7 separate regions of the Mus musculus genome follow, and all the other regions are linked to region 7. Evidence: chromatin contacts called from public HiChIP or PLAC-seq, Micro-C and promoter capture Hi-C data. All regions are on one chromosome and are shown on one strand. Each heading gives the region's core, a stretch centred on a gene start, on an enhancer-like site or on the middle of the called end of the contact. The rest is flanking DNA. Distances are from core to core; before and after follow the strand shown.

The links. Promoter capture Hi-C pulls out the DNA fragments that hold promoters and counts their contacts. Hi-C and Micro-C count contacts between places; a contact is called where the count stands out from the background. HiChIP or PLAC-seq counts read pairs in DNA pulled down with a chosen protein or histone mark. Capture Hi-C pulls out chosen DNA fragments and counts their contacts.
Region 1: a Micro-C map of embryonic stem cells shows a contact between it and region 7, with 3 times the contacts expected there. The contact joins the promoter of Wnt9a here to the promoter of Flcn in region 7. A contact is called at or near these places in 5 of 39 promoter capture datasets (cranial neural crest, hippocampal neurons, liver and 2 more), 1 of 484 Hi-C or Micro-C datasets (embryonic stem cells), 2 of 115 datasets of contacts at active chromatin or transcription factors (extraembryonic endoderm stem cells and large pre-B cells) and 1 of 9 other capture datasets (macrophages).
Region 2: an H3K4me3 HiChIP or PLAC-seq map of pro-B cells shows a contact between it and region 7, with 6 times the contacts expected there. The contact joins the enhancer-like site here to the promoter of Flcn in region 7. A contact is called at or near these places in 5 of 115 datasets of contacts at active chromatin or transcription factors (bone marrow-derived macrophages, embryonic stem cells, large pre-B cells and 2 more) and 1 of 9 other capture datasets (adipose tissue).
Region 3: a promoter capture Hi-C map of embryonic stem cells shows a contact between it and region 7. The contact joins the promoter of Snap47 here to the promoter of Flcn in region 7. A contact is called at or near these places in 11 of 39 promoter capture datasets (the 3T3-L1 cell line, 3T3-L1-derived adipocytes, the HPC-7 cell line and 8 more).
Region 4: an H3K27ac HiChIP or PLAC-seq map of extraembryonic endoderm stem cells shows a contact between it and region 7. The contact joins the promoter of Zkscan17 here to the promoter of Flcn in region 7. A contact is called at or near these places in 3 of 39 promoter capture datasets (the SN4741 cell line, embryonic stem cells and macrophages), 7 of 484 Hi-C or Micro-C datasets (bone marrow-derived macrophages, embryonic stem cells, forebrain and 3 more), 13 of 115 datasets of contacts at active chromatin or transcription factors (acute myeloid leukemia, cardiomyocytes, embryonic hindbrain and 8 more) and 2 of 9 other capture datasets (macrophages and pancreatic islet).
Region 5: a FOXA1 HiChIP or PLAC-seq map of pancreatic cancer cells shows a contact between it and region 7. The contact joins the enhancer-like site here to the promoter of Flcn in region 7. A contact is called at or near these places in 2 of 39 promoter capture datasets (both in embryonic stem cells), 2 of 484 Hi-C or Micro-C datasets (both in embryonic stem cells) and 4 of 115 datasets of contacts at active chromatin or transcription factors (embryonic stem cells, extraembryonic endoderm stem cells and pancreatic cancer cells).
Region 6: a promoter capture Hi-C map of liver shows a contact between it and region 7. The contact joins the promoter of Rai1 here to the promoter of Flcn in region 7. A contact is called at or near these places in 9 of 39 promoter capture datasets (the C10 cell line, erythroid cells, frontonasal cranial neural crest and 5 more), 2 of 484 Hi-C or Micro-C datasets (CD8 T cells and embryonic stem cells), 7 of 115 datasets of contacts at active chromatin or transcription factors (effector CD8 T cells, embryonic stem cells, extraembryonic endoderm stem cells and 3 more) and 1 of 9 other capture datasets (liver).

Annotation. Positions count from the first base shown.
Region 1 is chr11:59,305,671-59,308,478 of GRCm38.p6, reverse strand. It overlaps Wnt9a (wingless-type MMTV integration site family, member 9A), which reads right to left and starts at 1,549. Exons shown (of 4, transcript NM_139298.2): 1 at 1,412-1,549. The coding sequence starts at 1,506.
Region 2 is chr11:60,304,441-60,307,377 of GRCm38.p6, reverse strand. The region is part of intron 1 of Tom1l2 (target of myb1-like 2 (chicken)); the gene reads left to right. Among named protein-coding and RNA genes, the nearest start is that of Tom1l2, 47 kb to the left of the region's middle. Within about 2 kb of position 1,562, at least 95 of the 459 cell types and tissues checked have an H3K27ac peak or open chromatin away from gene starts, as enhancers often do. A contact at or near this core is called in adipose tissue, bone marrow-derived macrophages and pro-B cells, where this site is marked.
Region 3 is chr11:59,448,483-59,451,398 of GRCm38.p6, reverse strand. It overlaps Snap47 (synaptosomal-associated protein, 47), which reads left to right and starts at 1,365. Exons shown (of 5, transcript NM_144521.3): 1 at 1,365-1,484. Jmjd4 (jumonji domain containing 4) reads right to left here and starts at 1,354. Exons shown (of 6, transcript NM_178659.6): 1 at 887-1,354; 2 at 559-724. The coding sequence starts at 1,154.
Region 4 is chr11:59,505,245-59,508,405 of GRCm38.p6, reverse strand. Zkscan17 (zinc finger with KRAB and SCAN domains 17) reads left to right here and starts at 1,766. Exons shown (of 10, transcript NM_172941.4): 1 at 1,766-2,242; 2 at 2,444-2,578. 4933439C10Rik (RIKEN cDNA 4933439C10 gene) reads right to left here and starts at 2,753. Exons shown (of 5, transcript NR_015585.3): 1 at 1,520-2,753; 2 at 1,094-1,215; 3 at 468-575.
Region 5 is chr11:60,177,263-60,180,213 of GRCm38.p6, reverse strand. All of the region lies in intron 2 of Rai1 (retinoic acid induced 1), which reads right to left. Among named protein-coding and RNA genes, the nearest start is that of Mir6921, 22 kb to the left of the region's middle. Within about 2 kb of position 1,508, at least 17 of the 459 cell types and tissues checked have an H3K27ac peak or open chromatin away from gene starts, as enhancers often do. A contact at or near this core is called in pancreatic cancer cells, where this site is marked.
Region 6 is chr11:60,103,391-60,106,268 of GRCm38.p6, reverse strand. It overlaps Rai1 (retinoic acid induced 1), which reads right to left and starts at 1,256. Exons shown (of 6, transcript NM_009021.2): 1 at 875-1,256.
Region 7 is chr11:59,808,606-59,811,750 of GRCm38.p6, reverse strand. Flcn (folliculin) reads left to right here and starts at 1,712. Exons shown (of 13, transcript NM_146018.2): 1 at 1,712-2,091. It overlaps Gm16062 (predicted gene 16062), which reads right to left and starts at 1,671. Exons shown (of 2, transcript NR_045686.1): 1 at 1,490-1,671.

The sequences.
Region 1 (2,808 bases), core at 300-2,799, 500 kb after region 7:
GCCACAAGGCCAGCAGCAGAGATCCCAGAAGGAGCAAAGTGGCCGCTCACGCAAGCCCAGGGCGTGTCAGATGCCTGACTGGGCCAGAAGAGAGGAAGGCACAGCTGGCTGATGGGCTGCTGTGACTCACCGCGGACCTGTGGCCAGACGGCCATCCTCAGCCCTCCCTCTTGCCCGCGGGTGAGGCTTAGGGCTGCACAGATGGCGTGCAGGGGCGTGCCAGGCCAAGGCCCAGGGGTCGGACCAGGGGAGCCAGGGTGGGGAGACCCTGGGAACCGAGACATGGAACTGACCCTGGAAGACAACCCAGAAGAAATGGACAGACGGAGGAGAAAGGAGGAGAAAGAAAAACACAAAGGGAAAATTTCCCATGAAAATATTTTATTTTCTTTGAGAACAGGATACACCTGCAGGGTTCCTCAGCCCAGCCGCCTCTCCCTGCCCTGGCGGGTGCCAGATTCCTAGACCAACGGGGCCCTCTGCCGGCCACACCGCTGCGAGCGGCCACTGAAGCCAGGGGCGAGGGAACAGGTGACCGGCGAAGGGCGGCGGCCCAAGACGCAGTCCAGATCACCCAGGACCAGGGTTGCGACCCGAGGGGCTAACCCAGGTCTCCCAGAGGGGGAAAGAAGGGTGATAAGCAGGGAGGGCAGAGAAAGCTGGGGCGCTGCCATGCGTGGTGCCACCCAGGACCTTGGAGAACTCAAAGTGCAGTGGGTGTCCCTCTAAAGATCGCTGGGTTCAGGCATCCCAAACCTGGGAAAGCGAGTAGAGAGGGAGGGACGAAAGGAACCAAAGGTGAAGAGACGCGCCCAAGAACGCGGCAAAACTGCTAACGCATAGACAGGCGAGTGCGGGCGGCGACCCCGCGGGACAGCGGCGGCGTTTACCCCCCGGGGTCAGGTCTCCCAGACGTGTTCCCGAGGGCCGAGGTCGGGGCCAGGCTCGGGCGAGCGCCAGAAAAAAGCGCAAGAAAAATAAATTTCTCCAGCTTGGAGGGTTTTTTTTCTCCCCTTTGGGGCTCAGTGCAAGGAACATCTGGATTTTGTACGTGTTTTTTTGTTGTTGTTAAATTAACTTTTCCAGGAGAGAAGGGGGGTAGTGGGCAGGGGCCAGGGAGGCTCCAGCCTTTTGGCAGGAACACCGCGGCCTAAGGCGGCGGCGGCGACTCGGGAGTCACCGTGGACCGCGGCCCCGCGCAAGCCCGTCGGGGACACCGGCCCCTCTACCTCTAGGGCGCACGGCGGGCAACGACCTGCGGACCGAGAGGCGCGCTCGCTGCCAACTAACGACTCCAAGCCACCCGTGTACCCCGCCGAGCACCTGGCGAGTGCTACCCCGGGCTCGATGCCCCCGTCCGGCCCCGCCGCCCTCGCCCGCCCTCGCGCGGCCGCCCGCCGCGGGCACCTACCCGAAGTAGGCGGCCGAAGGGCGCAGCGCGGCGAGCAGCAGCGTCAGCCCGAAGGCCGCGGCCAGCCAGCGCGCCAGAAGGGACCCATCCAGCATCTTGCCGCGCCGCGGCGGCAGACCATCGCGCTCCGGGCTCCGCGCAGGGCGCGCCGCGACCGCCGCCCTCTTATAGCGTCCGCAGCCGCGGCCGCGGGGCGGGGCGCCGGCCAGCTGGGCTCGGCCCGCCCGCGCCCCGGAGGAGGGGTCACGCCGGCGCCGGGGGCGGGCCGAAATCCGAGCTGCGCGCCCGCCGCCGCCGCCGCGGCCGCCGAGCTGCTCGGCTCGCGGGGCGGGCCTGGGGCGCGCTGTGGGGAGGGCTGGGCACGTGGCGCGGTGGGAACCCCGGTCGAGTAACGGAGCCAGAAGGAGCGATGGGGCGGGACTGAGAGACAGAGCAGGGTTAGACCCCGGGGCTAGGTGTCTGCAGCCAGGACACAAGTGCGAGCTCCGGGGTGTCTCCTGACAGTTAGGGACCGGGTGTTGGCCGCCGGGAAAGACATCCAAGAGCCGAGAAACTTGGACGACTGTGCTTGAGGGGATAGTGACTGGGTGGCTTGGGAGCGACGTTAGCCACTGGATTACAGAGCGGGAGCGTGGGGGGACGCGAATCCACTCGCGGGCCAATGTTGCCAAGAGGGAGCCACTGCTGAAAGTTGGGGTGCTGTAGCTGGAGGAATGGAAAGGCGACCTCTCCAAGGGAGACCAAAAAGGCATTTCTGCAGAGCCGGTGCTGTGGCCGACTTGGACCTGAGGATGGGACAATATGGTCCTCAGGGACTTCTGGACTACTAGCTGCAGATATCACTGACACTCAGGGACCTCATACCCCAAACAGGGTGGAAGATGAAGGGGACCGCTGGCCAGGATGGTGACTGGTCTGTGTGAAAGCCCAGAGCTGTGACTCATCTTCGTGGACTGAATTGTCTATAAGTCAAACCTTAACTAACACGCAGAGAAACACAATTGCCCAGGGCACCCAATAGACTGCTTAAGAGTCCCCTGACATTGGGGGAGGGGCGGCTTATTCAGGGACCATTCAAAGTGCTGGAGAATAGGACCGAGTGATTGGATCCTGACACATGCCCACCGCGTGTCAACCTTCCGTGCTGGAGACGCACTTTCTGTGCAAGACAGTGACACACACACACACACACACACCAGAGCCAAGCTAACAAAACCCAGGGACCTCCAACACTAGCGTGCCTCCCTGACCTGGGCTTACAGGGGCAAGCTCCACACCCTGGAAGGCAAACCTCCTTACCAGCCACCGCCTTCTCAACTTAGAGGGGCTGATTCTGGATGGGAGACCTCCAAGTCTGAGGGTTTTGAGCTCCTCTGGGAGGCTGAGTTGTCTAGCCG
Region 2 (2,937 bases), core at 313-2,812, 500 kb before region 7:
GTTGTTTCAGATGTCAAAACATTGCCATCATAGTCAGCAGCCTTGCCGTGCTGTCCTACATACATAATCACACACTTGCTTTGGCTGCAGCCCTTTTTTGCTGTATAATTGTACACAAAGGCCAGATGTGAGCTATGGCGTAGAGGTGGATGAACTGACCCACCAAAGGCCTTCTAAAAACTATCCTGTTATTCTTGATGACTAGATAGCATTAGTAATTAAAAAAATTCTCTGTGTGTAAATAAAATAAAATGGGTGCTGGAGTGATGGCTCCCAGAGGTCCTGGGTCTGATTCCCAGAATCAACAGAGCAGCTCACAGCTCTATGTAACTCAGTTCCAGTGGATTCGATACCCTCTTCTGGCCTCCTTGGGTACTGCATGCGCATGCTACACAGACATCTGAGTAGGGAAAAATCCATACACATAAAATAATAAAATAAAATTTAAAATTACGGATATATCTTAAAATGAAAGTTTTATCTCTTTTGAGATGAAGTTTTATTACCTTTCCTAGTTCGTCTCTGGTTCTTTGCTCAAATAATCTTCCTACCTGGGATCCCTATAGCTAAGCTTACAGATGCCTGTGTATCGATCAAAGAAATCGTCTTTTTGTTAGAAATTGCCCCTCCTCATACACCCAAACCAAAACAGATGACTGGAGAGATGGCTCAGGGTTGAGAGTGTTCATTGTTCTTCCAGGGGACCTAGGTTCTGTCCCTAGCACTCACATGGCAGCTCACAACCGTCTGTGACCCAGGGGACCCAGTACTCCTTTTCTGGCCTCCATGGGCACCAGGCATGCACATGGTACACATACATACAGTAGTTATATATACATACACATAAAAATAAAATAAAATAATCTTTTTTTTTCTTAAGTAAAAGAAAGAGCCAGGCGTAAGTTGCCTGTTTTAGCCTAAGGTTTTAGAGGTTGTGGGGTTGCCTTCCCGGGGGGGTGGGAGGAGGGCGTTTCGTCTGCACAGGTTTCGTCTGCACAGGTATACCTTTCACATGTTAAACTCTGTGAACTATTTTTTATTTCCACGCACAGCTGCCTGCTCTGGCTTCACCACTTCCCTGTCCCTGACTCAGTCGTCATCCGCACAGTGACCCTTGTGTTCTAGGTAGGGGGTCAGTCACCTTGTGGGTGATGCTGTTGTCCCCATCAGCCTCATGTTTTTGGGCCCAGGGCACATCCCTGGGTTTTGATTTCTAAAACGAGCTGATAATTTCCCACATCCCATTATTGTCTCCCATCTGCAGCCAGCCCTCCGTGAGGTGTGGCTGTAACAACAGGTTAAGTTTTCTAGAGAAGGGAAAGAAGATCAGAGTAAATATTCATGAGTTACTTCGAATTGCAGCTGCACTGAGCTGAACTCTCAAGGCATGTAGAAACCTCTGTGTAAGTTTGCCAGTAATTCCCAAAAAGCTGCTTAAGGGGGCACCAGAATCTCCTGAAGAGTTTCTTTAAAATGTGCACGAAGCCAGGATTGATGGAGAGGGCGCACCATAGAGAATGTAGCCTTTCTCTGTAATGAAAGTGAAACTGCTCAGCAGGTACCCAGTTACTGTTCCTCATTTATTCCATACCGCCCTAGTTTTCTTTCTACTGCAGAGACCACAGAGGAAGGCTACTTACTGGCTTGCTTCCTCTGGCTTGCTCAGCTGTTCTTTTTATATGTAGCACTGCCCTAGTGGGCTGGGCCCTCTCATATTAATTAGCAATCAAGAAAATGTCCCAGAGACGTGTACCACAGAATGCCCACAGGTCAGTTGTGATGGGGGCAACCTCAGTTAAGACTCCTTCAACCCAGGTGGCTCTAGTGTGTGTCAGGCCCTAACCAGTGCACTGATAGAACCTTGGTTCTGTTTGGAGTGGCTTTGCCCAGCTAAGATACTACCTTCTCTGGCTCCCTTGTAGCTAGGAGTGGCCACCTATAAACTCTGGCCTGTAAGCTGAAGACTCCTAGGGGAGCACTCCTTCATAAGTGGACACTCCCCAGCCTTTGTACCCTCTCCCTTCCTGTTTCATGGGCTTTCAGGTAGCAGCCACTGTCTTGTAACCTCAAGTAGATGATGACAGTCACATAGTTCTCAAGTCACTGTACCTTCATGCTACCTGCTTCAAGATTTCTTCTTGTTCCACGAGAAAAATAAACCCCCATCTGCTTAAGCAAATGTTGGTTTTTAATTGCTTGCAGCTGAATGCAATCATAACTGATAAGGTAATGTTTTAATATTTTACAAGGGAGAAATATATTTACATATTGTGTAATTAAAAATGAAAAATAATTTAAATCCCCACAGATTTCTGTGCCCCACATCAGATGCACTGAAATAGAATCTTTGGGCTCAGGATGCACATATCTACATTTTAAACAAACTCTGCAGGCGATTCTGGTATACAAGGAAATGGCAGAATCATTTTCATCCTTGTTAATATTGTGAGTCCCATTTTACAGATGAGATACTGAATCAAGGGAATAAAGCTCCATGCCTATATCCAGGTCAATGCACACATACGTGTGTATGCTTGGAGTAAAGGGCTTAGGGTGAAACCCAGGGTCCTGGGATGCCAGGCATGCATGCTGCTACTGAGGTGCACCCCTTGTGCCCAGTATCCCAGTAACCCCTAAGTGAGGTTTGACTCTGGACCTATCTTGTTCCAAAATATATACCTCCTCACTTCCTTACCCAAGGAAACCTAGCTGCTCAGCATAGTCAAACCGTTTCTGAAGGGATCCTCTAAAGTGGAAGGTCCTGTCTCCGTATAATAGGCTGCTAGCACTGTCCAGGGACCGCATCACTGCCCTGGCTGACCTGGGAATGAGTGCTGCCTGTTCTCATGAGTTCTTGGTTTTCCTTTCTACTTTTGAAACAAAAATGTATTGAAATTTCATTTTCTCCATAGGTTTTCTTGGGTTAGAAATGACTTA
Region 3 (2,916 bases), core at 116-2,615, 360 kb after region 7:
TCTACTGACTGCAATGCATTCTTGCTCCAGCAAGACGTCAAAAATCTCCTAAGTAAAGCTGTCACAAGATGCTGTGTGAGAAAAGTGGAAGCTGATAAGGGAGAGTATTGAATGTGTCTTTAAAGAGTAAAGGGGTTTCCAAAGTGGGACAAGAGTGGTTGCGGAAAGGTCACTTGTCCCTTTAGAGAGCTTAGAATGGCCCAGGGGATGGCAAGAATCCCCAGAGCAATCGTAGAAGGAACAAGCGTCCTCTCAGTGGGGTTGCAGAGAGGACAGCCCCAGAGGATCTGAGATACCAGCTCAAAAATACAGAAGAGGAAGGAGACACCAGGCCGCCTGTACCCATACAAGATGTACGAAAGACTTACCTTCCCCATAATAGTCTACCTGGCTCGCTATGTTGATCTCCCCACATCTTCGCATCAGTTCTGTGATACACATTAGAACTCTGCTGTAGAGGTAGCCCCTCTGAGTGCAGTGGGCGTGCTCCACCTGGACTGGCTGCACTAGCTGCTTAGGGTAAGTGCCCAATGGCCATGCGCCGTCCTGTCTTATTACCTGCACAGATGCCAGTCCTTGAGGTAGAGGCAGCCCCGCGAAGAGGAGTAACTCCCTTGGATGTAGTCCTTCCAGTAACTGATATAGTCGCGGAAGGACATGTGCTCCTTGGGGTTTGAATTGTATTCTCGCACTCCACAGTTGGCAACCGGTACAACCGCGTCTCCTGCAGCGAGAGAGTCAGCACAGAAATGGCAGAGTCATACACGTAGTTCACCATCTTGGGGTCCGGCCACCCTCTGGCCGAATTATCCAGACTCCACTAGTCTGTCCGGCCCCGGCCGCCCTCCCATGCCGGGGTCTATACCTCCCGTCTGCGCCCTCCTACCATACTTCTGCTGCAGATACTCGAAGTCAGGCTTTCCCTCCGAGGTCACCCAGCGCCGCCTGCTGCCCCAGCCCTCGGTGAAGGCGCTAGAAAACACGCAGGGCAGGTTAGGCAGCAGGAAGCCCTTCACGAAGTCAGCATAGGAGAAGGCGTTCGGGGTCTGAATGAAGGTCACGCCGCTGGGTGTGGGGCCGCCACCGCCGCTAGGGACTGGGTCTCGGAGGTCCCGGTAGTACCGCTCGGCAAAGGTGCGTGTCTCCCGATCCATCCACCGGGAAACCTGACCCCAGAGGCCCAGTCCGGCTTCTCGCTACACCCCAAATAGGGACCGGAGGCTGAGAAACCCCCTAAAATCAGCTCGGAGTGGTAACCACAGAGAAAGAGCCCGGAACGAAAAGCCACAGGTGCGACATTCCAGCAGGAACGCGGGCCTTGGGGCTCCCAGGGTGTGCGCGTGCGCGCCTACGCGGCCCCGCCCTCTCGCGCAGGCGTACAAGCGCTCGCCGAGTGGCTGACCTGCTCCCCAGCTGCTGGCGTCTCTGTCTGGTGGTCCAGTGGAGCGTGCCATTGCGTCTTCTGCGTGCTCCTCTTGCCTCAGGTGAGCTGCTACCGCGCAGCTAGCCAGTACCGGAGCCCGCCACCGACACAGGAGATGAACATCAGTCTCAAACCTCAAAGGATGACTGGGTCCTGAGAGGATGCTGGGGCGCAGAGCGGGCGGTCAGGATCCGCGGGGGGTGGGGCGGCGGGGTGGGGGTGGGGCGGCGGGTGGGGGTGGGGCGGCGGGGTTGGGCGGCGGGGTGGGGGGTGGGGGTGATGTTCCCGAGTGTCTTGGATAGATTGTGGAGGAACCTTTTAAAGGATTGTGATGTTTCCTTAGAAATAGAACGAGGAAAAATTAAAAGGAGAAAATGAGCTTTTTTGGGGGGCGGGGGGGGGGAGATGCTGAGGTTCAGGTAGAGAGGTATGTATGCATTGGGAAGAGGGGAAGGATAGAAACGAGGCGGAGGAGGGTTGTTTGGCCAAACTCGCCTGTTGTGGCCTTTATCGTGACGCTTGTCTGGAGCTGTGTTGCGGCTAGGTCATGGTAGAGATGACAGCTCATAGAGAAATTCAAGTGACGAGAAACATCGATGCCAGGACTCGTGGTGCACGCCTATAATCCCAGTATTGGGGATGCTGAAACGGAAAGGTTCCGAGGTTCTAAGCCAAAATGAACCACAAATCATGACTTAGCTCCAAAAGAAAAAAAGCCAGGTTACAATAACAACAACAATAAAACCCCAACGCACCCAGAATTCCATTCACGTGTAATCACTAACTCTGGTATTGAGCCAGTTTTTTCCAGGTATGCATGTGTTTATACATTTTATCCCTGTTACCCCCTCCCTCTCTTCCCTCTTTTCCTGCATTGGCAGCATGTTATATTTGGAAACACCATTTTAGATTTTTTAAAATCTCCTCCTACAATTGGCCTACAATTCTTAAAATTCCTGGACAGGTTGAGTTGATAAATGCCATTTTGCATGCTAATGAGTCCAACACCATCCAACAGCCAGTAGGGTAGATTCCAGATGGAATGGCTCACTGAAAGACCTGAGTAGGATCAGAGGGTGGGGACTTTGAACCCAGCCCTCAGCTTCTAGGGCTAAAGGTTGAGTGGGTCATCAGTGGTCAGTGTCTCATCAGTCATGTCCACAGCATCCCTAGAAGACCCATTCAGAGGATCCTATGTGCTTAGGGAGGTGAGGGCTGGTTCTTCTTAGAAGTTGGTGGTTTTCTGAGTAATACGAGCTTCTAGGGGAACTCCAAACCAAGGAGGACCTCTGGAACCCTGCTTTCTAGGTGCTGGCCATCAGAGTGGTACTACAACCTGGGCTTGCATCTGCACCAATGTAGGGACATCTTGGGAGACAGAACCCCACCCTTGGGACCTAATATGATCTTGAGGCAGACATTTGTCAGAGCTGAACTGAATTAAGGACATTCTTCCTCTGGTGTTCACTGATAAGGACCCTTTTAGGGTCCCA
Region 4 (3,161 bases), core at 517-3,016, 300 kb after region 7:
CACTCTGATGGCAACAGAGATGGGGGGATCATTGGGACCACAGAGCAGGGTTTACAAGTGTCATCAGGTACTTCACCCACAACTCCTGACAGAACCCTGCTTGTTACAGAGTGAAATGCCTTTCTGTGGCTGCCCCAGGGCCCCATCACCTCAACTCCTTCATTTCAAAGACCACCTTTGCCAGGATGCCTGACACACCTGACTCCTCAATACAGCATGGTAACAACTCTCAGGCTCTGCTCAGAACTCAGTCCTGAGGTTGCTGTTCTGATTCAGTTTCCCCGTGGCTCCACTGACCAGAGCTCTGCTCACTATTCGCCCTTCCGATGGTCAGTGGGGTGCACAGATGCGCCCAGGATCTGGATGGGAGTGGCAAACTGCAGCTGTCTTGCAGACTCTCAGTACATATTCCCTGAATAGCCTCACAATGAAGCAGACAGCATCAGTCTCCTGTATGAGGGAGGTACCTGAAGCACAGAGAGGTCACGCAGGCCTTAGATCACCTGACTGCGCCTTGATGGGTGTGATTTAACACAGGTGCTCCGATTCCAGTCTATTAGTCCCTATTCCAGGTTCTATGCAGAAGAAACACAGAAAGAAGGCATATTAGGAGTCATTGGCGGCTTCTGAACAGCGAGAGGGGACCTAAATCCTGAGAGTTGTGAGCTCAGGGGGAGAAACTAAAGGGAAAGTGTTTGTGGGGGGAGAAAAATCCCATGTATCAGCCACCTCCTGGCGCTGCATTTTACCTGCGTGAGGGCTCCAATAAGTGCGCCTCTGAGGAATCCAAGTATTGAGCAGCCACCAGGCAGGAGCCTAAACAGCAGCCCTTCGGGATACACAACTGGACTAATCACTAGGCTTGACTCCCCAACGGGGTCTTTGGTCATTCCAGGCTGTGCTTCCTGGCTGGTGTTTTTGAAAAGGGATTGGCATGGATTTGTAAGTCTAGGTGGCTCCTATTGCTCTCTGTGAGCCTTAAGTCCCAGCCTTGGGTGACCCTTGCTTGCTCAGCGTTCTTCTGCACTTGGGGAACAATCATCCACTTGACTCACCTCCTAATGTCCCAAAACCTCGACCCTTAACTCCATACCTACTAGTCGGAAGAGATTGTCCCAGTCCCAATTATTAGAAGGAAACGGAAGCACGAAGTCTGCCGGTGGTGGGGTGTCTCTATCAAACCACCTTCTTTAAGGGTGACTTCCTACCATGTACCTTCGAAAGAGAACCAGAAAGGGGAAAAAAAATCAGCACAGTAGCTCACTTCTAGGCAGATTTTTCTTTGCTTCCTCCCTTTGACAGTCCGGCTCCATTGTCCAGCCCGAGGGAACTGAGGGAGGATTTGGACTCTACTCAACACAGGGTAGATGAGGCAGGAATAGGTTCCAATGCCCTAGTTCTTGGTCACCTCTCACTCTCCGTGACTTAAGTCACTCTGTCCTGTGTTTATGCATTAAGCCAGCGACAAGCTCCCCAACTCATACTCTCAGGATTGGCAACCTTCTCTCTCCGTACTCACCAGGACTATCCTGGTGCTCAGAGGGACCCAGAGTGCTACAGTCTTCCTTAAACAGAGAAATCGTAGATCATCTCCATGCCACGAAGCCGCGGGCCGCTGCTTCGGCGAGCACCGTGGATCGCTGGGTCTGCATTTCTCCAGTCCTACCGATTTGGGTGGCTCTGGCAGCGTTGGCTTTGAAATGGAATTGCGGCTGGAAGGGATTGGGGCACAACAGCACACACGGGATGCAAATGGTCACTGGGAGATCCCCTTACACCTCATCCCTCCTCCTCCCAATTCTGGCATTTCGCCAGCGCCGCCAGACCAGCCCTTCCCTGCGCCCACACAAGAGGAGCAGAGAAGAGCAAAGCCCCAAGCCGGCCTCCCTGGCTGGTGGCCGCGCGAACTGGCCCCCAGCGCCCGGGTCCCGCCGGGGCGCGCGCGCGCATCCCGAGCCCGCTAGGAAGGCCCACAAAGCTAAAGCCCGGGCCCCGGGCCCAGGCCGGGAGAGCACGGAGCGGGGCGGGGCGGGGCGGTCCAGGCGGGCCGGGGGTGTCGGATGTCACCCCCCCGCGTACACCTCGGCCAGGAGGCGGGGAAGCGAACCACTGAGATGAGGAGACCTCCTCGGTCCTAGAGCGGTGCAGGAAGTGTCCCAGGGGAGGGAGCCGGAGGGCTCCGGCCTTTCCTTTCCGCGGCGGCCCGGCCTACGCGGCCCGCCAACCGGGACGCTGCGCAGCGGTGAGTATACTGTGGCCCGGCTTCCCATGCCCCGCTGTCTGAACCCGGAACCCGCTCCCCACTTCCCGCGCTCTGATCCCCAGCCCGCGCCTGGGTCCTGCTCCCTGTTCTCCTCTTCCCGCGTCCGGGCCCAGATCCCTGCTCCCAGAGCCGCGTCCTCATAGGTGCCCTCGGGGATGAAGCAATACAATTCTCTTCCAGGCGTCTCCCTTCGCTCCCAAGCCCAGCTGATGCATTCTAGAGGATCCCGAGACAGGGTTGGCCTGGCCAGGGACCGAGTCTGGCCCATGCATTGGAGCCGCCTCTGCCAAAACACCAGAGAGACCGAGCTGGAAGGTGAGGATCTGCTCGCCTGCTGTCCCGGGCTTCGAAGGAAAGAGCCAGCAAATCTGAAAGAGTGGAAGCGACAGAAACCCCATAGTTCTCCTGGCCTAAAACACCCTCCTCTTCCTCCTCCTCCTGCTCTTCATTCCTTCCCTGGGATCCTGCGCCTTCAATAACTGCTTTGGGCAAGCCCCGCCCCTGCGGGAGCCCTCCCCTCCCTAACGGTAGTTCATTCATAAAGCTTCCGCTCCCGAGGCTCCTGCGCGCCAGGTGCCAGAGTGACAAAGAGGCACACGCTTGTCTGGCCTAGGGCTCTTTGAGAGCAGTCCCCCAGCAGAACCGGGTGCTGAGGGTGGGACCCTGGACACACTATCCTAAGTGTAGACCTGAGCCATTCAGGGCCCAGCAGGTGGGAGACAGTGGGCGGAGGAAGCAGGAGAGAGCGGGCGGGGCCCGGATTGGGTTCTTAATACGGGAGTAAGACGTGAGAGTAGTCGAGGTTCACAGCCTGTTGCTTTCAGAAGCTCGCGTCGGGTGTCTGCCTTTACTTCGGCAATCAGAGGAATACAGAAAAGTTGAGGTTCCAGGTTGTTAT
Region 5 (2,951 bases), core at 259-2,758, 370 kb before region 7:
TGTGGGCCATTTTATTGACCGCTCACTGTCTAAATAAGGAGAAACATAAAGGCCAACTACGAAGAAAGCAGGCCCCGTCCATCATGTCCAGCTCAGGCTAGCCTACCCTCACTGGTGCCACCCACGGGCAGGGTCTAAAGATCGGGGTCTGGCTAGAGGGAGCTCACAGGGGTTCCCAGGCTGCTTGGGTTGGTCCACACTCCAAGCCCCAGTAGTGCTATCCTTACAGAAAGCCGAACTCATCAGGACAGCTTGTCCTCTCCACTCCATGCTCCCAGAAGGACCAGGGCTTACCTTACTTGTTGAAGAAGCAGAAAAGAAGTGTCAAGCTAGTAGCAGGCTGTCTAAATGCCACTAGGCTTTTGACCTTGGGCAAGTCTTTCACCTCCATGGGCCTCAAGGCCTGTGCCAGTTGTCCCTTTTGCTAGGAAAACCATTCCCAGACACCCATGCAACTCTACTGTGTCCCTGTTATCATTGTATTTAAAATGACACCCCTTGTGCTTCCTTCTAGTTCTTCAAAGCACTTACCTTTTGGCCTCATTACCAGTCTCCTCTCGAATGAAAAAAGTTCCATAAGAGCAGGGATTTTTGCCTATTTTATTCATAGCCATGTCCCCATTGCCCAGAACAATAAATATTTATTAAATGAATCATGCTCCAAATGTCACATTAACCCTGTGAAACTAAATCCAGACTAAGAAGTCAGCTGATAAGATACAAGGTATTTGGGCGGACTGAGAGGCATAAACTAGGTAGGGCCACAGGTCTGCTTCATACATTAAACACAGACCTGTTCTTAAGGACGGACGAAGAGTCTACTTCGGAGGTCTGTAGTCAGATGGGGGTTGGAGGCAGCTGTACACACTGGTCCCAAGCAAAGTGGGGGGAGAAGGAGCCAGAGCAGGGCAGCCTTTGCTTTAAGAGGTTACAGGTCAGAAATGTACAGTAGGGATGTTTTTCATTTGCAAAAAATGTTACCAGGGCTGGCAAGATATAATGGCTTAGTGATCAACTTCCATCCCTGAAACCCACAGTAGGGAGCACTAGCTCCTGGAAGTTGTCCTTACACACACACACACACACACACACACACACACACACACACAGACCAAAAAAAAAAGTTAGCAACCAAGTCTCAAGGGTTTTTATTGTTGTTATTTAAAGCAGGGCAAAGTTCAAAAGGACCATCTGTGGGTTGTCACTTGACCATCAGCCCCAGGTGTCAAAGACTGACAAAGTGGACACACACACACCCATGCACTTTAGCTCTTAGCTTCTTGGGCTGGGGACTTGGGTATTCAATGCAACAAGGAGTACCTAGATGTTCTCTGGCTCCAGAGCAGCAGGCCTTGGTAGGTAGGTAGCATCATGGCCCAGGCAAACCCTGAAGTAAAAGGTGAGAGGCCTGGGTGCAGGAAAGAGCTCAAGAGCTAGAGGTAGGAGTGTGGCATGAGCTCAGCTTGTAGAGGTGGTGTAGGAGGTGCCCTGTAACATTCCACAAGAGATAGGTAAGGCCCCACCCCTCCCCCCTCCTGGGACCCCTGCCAAGCTCCCATGTGGGGTTCATGACAGCAGTAATTACATAATTAATGGTACAATGAGCTGCCTCCTAAGGATAAGAGCCTGAAGGTAGGGACTTCAGTGTTTGCTCTTAAGCTCCAAAGCCCTACTCTGGCCCCAGAGTTGCCCCTATAAAAATTGCTCTGATGGTGACCAAGTGGGACAGAGGGACACTACTGGCTTTGTGCTTATCACAGTATTTATTCTTTATCACAGCCTCAGAGGGTGAAGGCCACAGAGCAGTTTCATGAGTGGGTGAGGGAGTTGGTGGGCAGAACAAAAACTATCTAACTAGGACCTGCACTCTTTCCTGCAGCCTTTCCTGTTGGTGTCCACTGACTCTTGAGCCCAGCTTGGCTCAGCCAAGCGTCCAGGTGGAGAGCAAGCAGAGCGCAGAGCTGAGGCTCCAGGGGATGTGTGTAGCTTAAGTCGCAGTGAACTGCCAAGGCGTCGCTGAAGGCCACCCAGGGGCAGGAAGAGGGAAAATGATGAAGGAAGCAAGTGGCTGCCCTCTGGAAGCTTCCAGAACAAACTCCCTCCTACAGTGGCTACTGCCTACCTACCTACCGTGGTCCAGTTCTGAGTTTGGCTGCTAGAGCCAGTGGTCTGGGTACCCAGGTGCTTTCAAAGCAGCTCTTCCTGTGTGCTCATGGGGACTCTAGGTCTGCTCTCGCAGTGGTAGCAGCAGAGGGTCTCTGGCTCATCACAGACAGTCCTGTCTGCAACCTCCTCGGAAGACAGCTTGGCATGGAAAAGCAACCAGCCCCAGGAACTGGGCACATTCTCCCTCAACACTCCAATCCCAAACCCGAAGAAATCAATGAAAATCCAGAGAGAGAGTCAGTAAGTTGTCCACCAGGCTCAGCAGTTACGTGCCCCAAATGCCTCTCTGTCACACAGAAACAGAGAACATGGCTTTCCTACTGTATAGCCCAGCAGGGAAAGATCTTGCTGCTTCCAGGAGTCTGGGTAGAACCTCCCCTGCTGCCTGCCCCAAGGGCTTCTCACTGCAGCAAGCTGACAGCCCAGGAGGTGCAGCCCTGGCCCCTTCTCAGTGCGGGTTCCATATGGGGGAGCAGGGCACTGAAGCCCCTCCTGCACCCGCCCCCAGGGGAGGAAGCCGCCTGTCAGGCCGCCTCGGCGTGTCAAATCCTCTTGCTGCCTAATTGTGAGACGGCGGCGTTTAAAGAAACGCTTTTCTGGCCGCCTGCCACACCGCAAACTGCTTGGTATAATTTTATTATTAAGGAGAGAGAAAAAGAGAAGGGGCTGGAGGAGAGAGAAAGGGGAGAGCAGAGGAAATTGCTTCGTCCAAGTCAGCTGGTGGAGTATTCCGCTCAACGTGAAAGCGGGGACAGCTTTCCAGTTGGCAAGCTGACTCCGTTAAT
Region 6 (2,878 bases), core at 7-2,506, 290 kb before region 7:
CCGCCCTGCTGTGTGAATGAGCGACCGGGAGCCCCAAGAGGAGCTAGCTAGCTGGTCGCTGGGAAAAACGGGCGCCCCGGGAAACTGGGGCCGCCGCGACCTGGAGCCTGCCTTGTGTTTCGCTTCCCCTCTGCTCCTCCTTGAAGGCCTCCAGTTGTGACCAGAGCTCCAAATGTCACCTCCCAGCCCTGCCAAGCCCTCGCCCCTGCCGCGCTCGGCCCAGTATCCCCCCCCCACAGGTCTTCTTGCCTCCAAAAGGCGTGGGACTCGGCCTCGAAAGGGCCCACGGGCCTGGCCGCCGCGCCGCTTTCGGAAGGGCACCAAGCTCGCGTGTCCCGGGCTCCAGCCGGTGGCGTCACCCCAAAAGGCCCGTGCGCCCAGGGCCTGGCCACGAAGGGACTCCTGGGTCGCGGGGACCGTTTCCTGGTCAGTGCGGGGCCTGCGCACAGGCCCAGGCGGGGACACGCGGCGACCGCCGCGTCCTGTGTCACCACGAGCGGCCCTCGCAGTCCGGACACCCGGGAGCAGGCTACACCCCGAGCCTCCGGCTCCCCGTCCCCACCCAGAACGCACTCACAAAGCTCCCTCGGGCCCTCGCTGCACCGCCCCACGTCCCCGCCCCACACTCGGTGACACTGGGCCTCAGGTCCCAGCACCGGCGCCCGGCGGGCCACCGACTCTCCAGAATCCCCTCATGCAGCTCCTACACGGCCACCAGCGGCCTCACGCCGGCGCCACACAAAGCCAGGCCGCGCGACCCCGCGTCCGCGCCCCACGCGCGCTCGGCCCCCGCCCGGACCCCTGCCCGCTGGGTCCCCACGCCTCGCGCCGCCCCCGCCCAGGTCCTTGTCCCCGCGCCGGGCTCCCCGCTCACCTCGGAGCCCGCGGTCACTCCGGGGCCCGGCGTCCGGCGCTGCGACTTCGCGGCCCGGAGGCCCGCGCGCCCATGGGTGTCCGGCACGACGGCCGCCCGGGCGGGAAAGAGGGTGGGCCGCGGGGCCCCTTCCTCGGACCTCGACAAGGCAGCCAGCTACCCTGGCCACCGCCGCCACCACCGCCACCACCGCCTGGCTCTGCAAGCGGCCTGTCCGAGCCCAGGCGCGAGCGGGGGTGGCACCGGGGCGCCGGGAGCCGGCGGCGCGCGTAGCGGGCCCTGACCGCGCACCCTGCCGGGCCTGCCTGATGCCCGCGGGAGCCCGAGAGAAATGCGATCCCCTCCACACAGGAAGAGCGGCGGGCGGGCGGGCGACGTGCGGGGGGAGCAGGAGAGCGAGAGCGCGAGGAAAAAAGTTCCCGGGCGGCCAGGCAGCTCTCGCTCGTGGCCTCGGGTGCCAGGTGGGCCGTTCGCGCCCCGACAGCGCCCCCTGGCGCCCGCGCGCCCCACTGCACGCCCCATGTCTGTCTGGGGGCAGGGGCTTGGCAGAGGGCCTGAAGGTGCAGCCCGGCGAGAAAGGCCTGGGGACAGCCACAGGACATGGTCTGCTCATCACTCGCTGAGGATTTTGGACTTAGACTTGGGCCAGGCCTCTCCCCGTCCCCCGCTCATTCCACCACCATGTGGCCCTCACCTGTGACTGTTTCTTTGGTTGGAGAATCCGTTTCAAATTTCCTCAAGTTAGATGTAAAAAATGTAGTCACGGCACATGTGGCACCTTGTTGGGTACCGAAGCAGTGCGGTTCCTGCCTGTCAAGGAGCTGGCATTGTGTAGGGGAGACTCAGACAGCCAACAATGATCAGGTCCATAACGAAGATAATTTTAGAGCGAAATAAGTGCTAGGAAGAAAATCAGCAGGTGCAGTGATGGATTTAGCTGCGAGTGAGAGAAGGCCTGTCTGAACAAATCGCTGAAGAGCAGGAAGGAGCCTGCACCAGCAGCGCATGGAAGAGCATTCTTTGAGAGGAAAAGACAAGTGTGGGTGCCCCGAGGCAGGAGTGCTCTTGATGAATAAGCACAAGTGTAAGGAGGCCATACATACCCAATGGGATAAGAAGTGGGCATGTTAGCCAGGCAGTGGTGGCACACGCCTTTAATCCCAGCACTTGGGAGGCAGAGGCAGGCGGATGTCTGAGTTCCAGGCCAGCCTGGTCTACAGAGTGAGTTCCAGGACAGCCAGGGCTACACTGAGAAACCCTGTCTCGGAAAACCAAAAAAAAAAAAAAAAAGCATGCTGAATTTTAATCCAAGGTCAGGGCCTGTAGGACTACAAAGAGCCTAAAGGCAGCCTCCTTAGTGCTGTGGGAAGTAAGCCACCAACAGATTTTAAGTAAAAGAATTTTGAATGGATTTGTAAATGAACCGATTAACTTATAGACAGCCCCATGAGCCGTGGCTACCCCAAGGCTTCTGCTCCCCTCCTCAGGGTGGCATGAGTTACCTGCTTCGTCGAAGTCTGAGCCATTCATCAGGTCAAAGCACCCAAGTCCCCAGGTGACTTGACACAAGTGAGTCAGTCACCCTTTCAGTCCTGTTTCTTCATCAGGAGTGTGAGCGTTGTGCTAAGTTCAGCACCTTTGTCTTCTTGTAACAGACACTTCACCCCTTCTGCCTCATCCTATACATCCTGACTGCTTCTCTCCTAGCCCACCACATCTATGAAGGTCCTTCACTTATACTGACAAAGCCGAGACCCACCCTAGGTCCTCCTTACTGCCTGGCGGGAAACACAAATTATAAGCGGAGAGGAGGGCAAGTGGGCACTGTGTTGTTTCAGGCCTGCTTTCAACTGTGACTCCAGACCTGGTTTCTGAGCATGGCATCTTTATTCCCATAAGCCAAGCACAGTGAATGGTCTTTCCAGACACACTAGGCATATCACACACACTCTCTCTCCTCCTCCTCCTCTTCCTCTTCCTCCTCCTCTTCCTCTTCTCCTCTTC
Region 7 (3,145 bases), core at 463-2,962:
TGGGGAGCTTGCTTCAGCGAGCCTCTGGGACTGGATCGGTAGGAGCAGGCAAAGGGACTCATTACCCCCTCAGCCTGCGAGGCTTCTCAATGACTGCAGAAAGGAATCCTGGTAGCCTGCCTCAGCCTTAGAGACCTGGGGGAGCCAGTGGGGAGCTGCACACTCCTGCTGTCCCCTCACTGACCTCCAGACTCTCTCTGTAGTGACTGCTTTTGGTTGGCTGCCCAAATCCTCTGGTCGCAATACAGGATCCTGGTTCTCAGAGCCATAGTCAGAGCTGACCTGGTTCTTCCTAACATCGCTGTGGGGAGTTGCAACTGGTTTCACTTATATCCTGAGTGGCAGTCTGCTTAAAGCTGTTTTATCCTGCTTAAGTTTGTTAACCCCTAGTTGTCAGGTATCTGCTTTCTTCTTCTGCTGTCTGCTTGCTCTAGTCTTGGAGAAGGGTAGGGAAGAGCCTCGTGGAGGACAGGAGATGACTCACAGTATCAGGAATAATCGGATTGGTAAAAATAAACACACACAAGACAATACCTAACACCATAACTCCACCCTGCACTCCTTAATCTTTACCAGGCAGTAAACAAAGTTATAGAACACAAGTTTGCATATTTTTTTTCCTCCTGCTCCCTCTTCCAACAAAACACGAAAGCTGAAATAGAGAGAAAGGAATCCGATCCCCGTGATTTGAAAAACAAACAGATACCAACTCATCAACTTCTACTCATCTGAAGCTTCCCACTTCCGGATAACCACATTCTGGGCGTCCTCGTGTACACAGCGGAGGCTGGCAGCGCTGGCCGCTGTGTACAGCTGGCAGCGTTAGTTACAGGCTCAAGCCCAGAGCTCTGTTCTCATCTGTCTTCAAGGGCCCATGGTATGCACTAATAGCTTTAAAATTCATTTAAAAAAAGATGTATTTTTTTTTATTATTTTTAAAATGTGAGTACACTGTCACTCTCTTCATGCACACCAGAAGAGAGCATTGGATCCCATTATAGATGGTTGTGAGCCACCATGTGGTTGTTTGGAATTGAACTCAGGACCTCTGGAAGAGCAGTTAATGCTCTTAACCGCTGAACCATCTCTCCAGCCCTTAAAATCCTTTTTTTTTCTTTTCTTTCTTTCTTTTTGGTTTTACAGGGTTTCTCTGTGTAGCCCTGGCTGTCCTGGAACTCATTCTTTAGACCAGGCTGGCCTGGAATTCAGAAATCCATCCGCCTGCCTCTGCCTCCCAAGTGCTGGGATTAAAGGCGTGCGCCACCACTGACCGGCTTAAAATTAATTTTTAAGTAGCTAAATAATATTCCATCCCTCATCCCCAAACGGGAAATCAAACCCAGGGCTTAGAGAAAACAACCCCACAATCCACGAACTGTTTTGAAAGCTAGTTTGCAAAGATAGGGCCGGCTCAGGGCAAGACTGAGCCGTGCACATGCGTGGTCCTGCTTCGCTCTGTACCCTCCTCCCTCCCAGGACCTGTCCGTACCTTCCACTTCTCTCGAAGGGGAGACGGTTTCTCTGATCTGCAACTTTACAGGCAGGGAGTGGAGTCCCAAGAACTCCCAGAATCCAGAGGAAATTTTCCGCAAATCTTTCCTCTTCGGTAGGGACAGGGCATGGACTGACTAATTCTCTCTGACTTTTTTGAAATGTCAGTTTTGACGTCACCCCTGCAGAATGGCTTCTCTCGGCGGCCGGAACCATCTACGCTTTTCCGCGGGGCGACTTGCCGCGCCGAGGGGCGCGCGTGGCCGAGGGGCTTGGATTCCTTGCCTGGAGGAGCATTACGTGACACAGCAAGGCTCCGCACATCCTAGTCGCCTGCGGGGGACGCAACGCTGCTCGCTCCGGCTAGTCACTGGCGTTGCCTGCCCTCTGCCGGCCTGCGGATGGTTCGGTCCGGCTGGGTCACGCGCTAAGGCTCAGTGCAAGGGCCTGCGGAACGGGCTAGCACTTGCCGAGGGGCAGAACAGTGGCGACAGCCCCAGGACAGTTGCGAGCGGGTTCCGGCCCAGCATCCGGGAGACGGCGGCAAGCGCCCCAGCTGGGTTGGTGTTGGGCCATAGGGCTGAATGGAAAGCGCGGATGGTAAACACCTGGGAGAGGGAGGTGGCAGGTTCCACCCCCCGTTTGGGGTAATTGCTTTAGTTTGACTGAATACTGTTGGGGACGTCGCCCTGCCAGTCAACCTCCGTTTTCTAGCAGGATGGCCGTCTGAGGACAGGGCAGGCAAGACACCTCATTTCTCTCCACTCTTAACAGGGTAACTCGTCCTCATGCGTTGGAAGAAATGGTTAGCCCTGGGATTAGCCAGTGGATCGCCGTTGAGGTCACAAGTGGCCCATAACAGTAGGGGGCCAGGAGGACCTACTGCAAGTATAGGGTGAATTTCCATTTCTCGGGGGTGGGGGTGGGGAAGCCTGGTACCACCCATGGTGTCCGGCAGAGAGAAAGACTACAGCTAGTGTATTGCTGGCAGTGCCGAGCTATCATAGTTGTCATTAAACAGTAGAGAGGACATGGCACGTGACAGTGTTTGCTCTGCTAGTGTCAAGTGACTGGGTGCTCTTTAAAGGAAGTCCTGCTGAAGTTGGCAGTAGTAGAGAGGGGAGTGGTTCTAAGTTGGAGATAAAGTTCCCTGCTGAGTTTCTTACCCACTCTATACTAGCTAGTGTAGTAGGGGGATCAGTGAGTTTCCTGTGGGAGACAGTTACAGCTCCTGCTGACTTCCGTGGAGATCCTTGTAACCCCTTGTTTGCCTACAAGGCACTCTTAGTGGCCTGGTGCTGTGAGAAGACAAGAAATAGAGATGAGGAAAAACTAGGGCACACCAGGGAAGGATGGTGTGGGTCTCGTTTGCCAGGCTTGTGGTTCAGACAGCGGGAGCAAATCTCGTACATGCACAGCCTGCCTCTCAAAGTATGACGCTGAGGAGACTGTCTTCAGCTCGAAAGGTTACTAGGAAAGGGTGGTTAGGCACACTCCCAGAAGCCGGCTCCTGTGGTAGAAGAATGTGGTAGACATTGGGATTGGGAGAGTAACAGAAGACCTAGGCTCCTTCCTCACCGGAATTCAGACGCCATATGCAATCCCGTCAGAGAAGCCTGTTGCCCAGTGCCCAGGAGGATTTCCAGAGGATAAG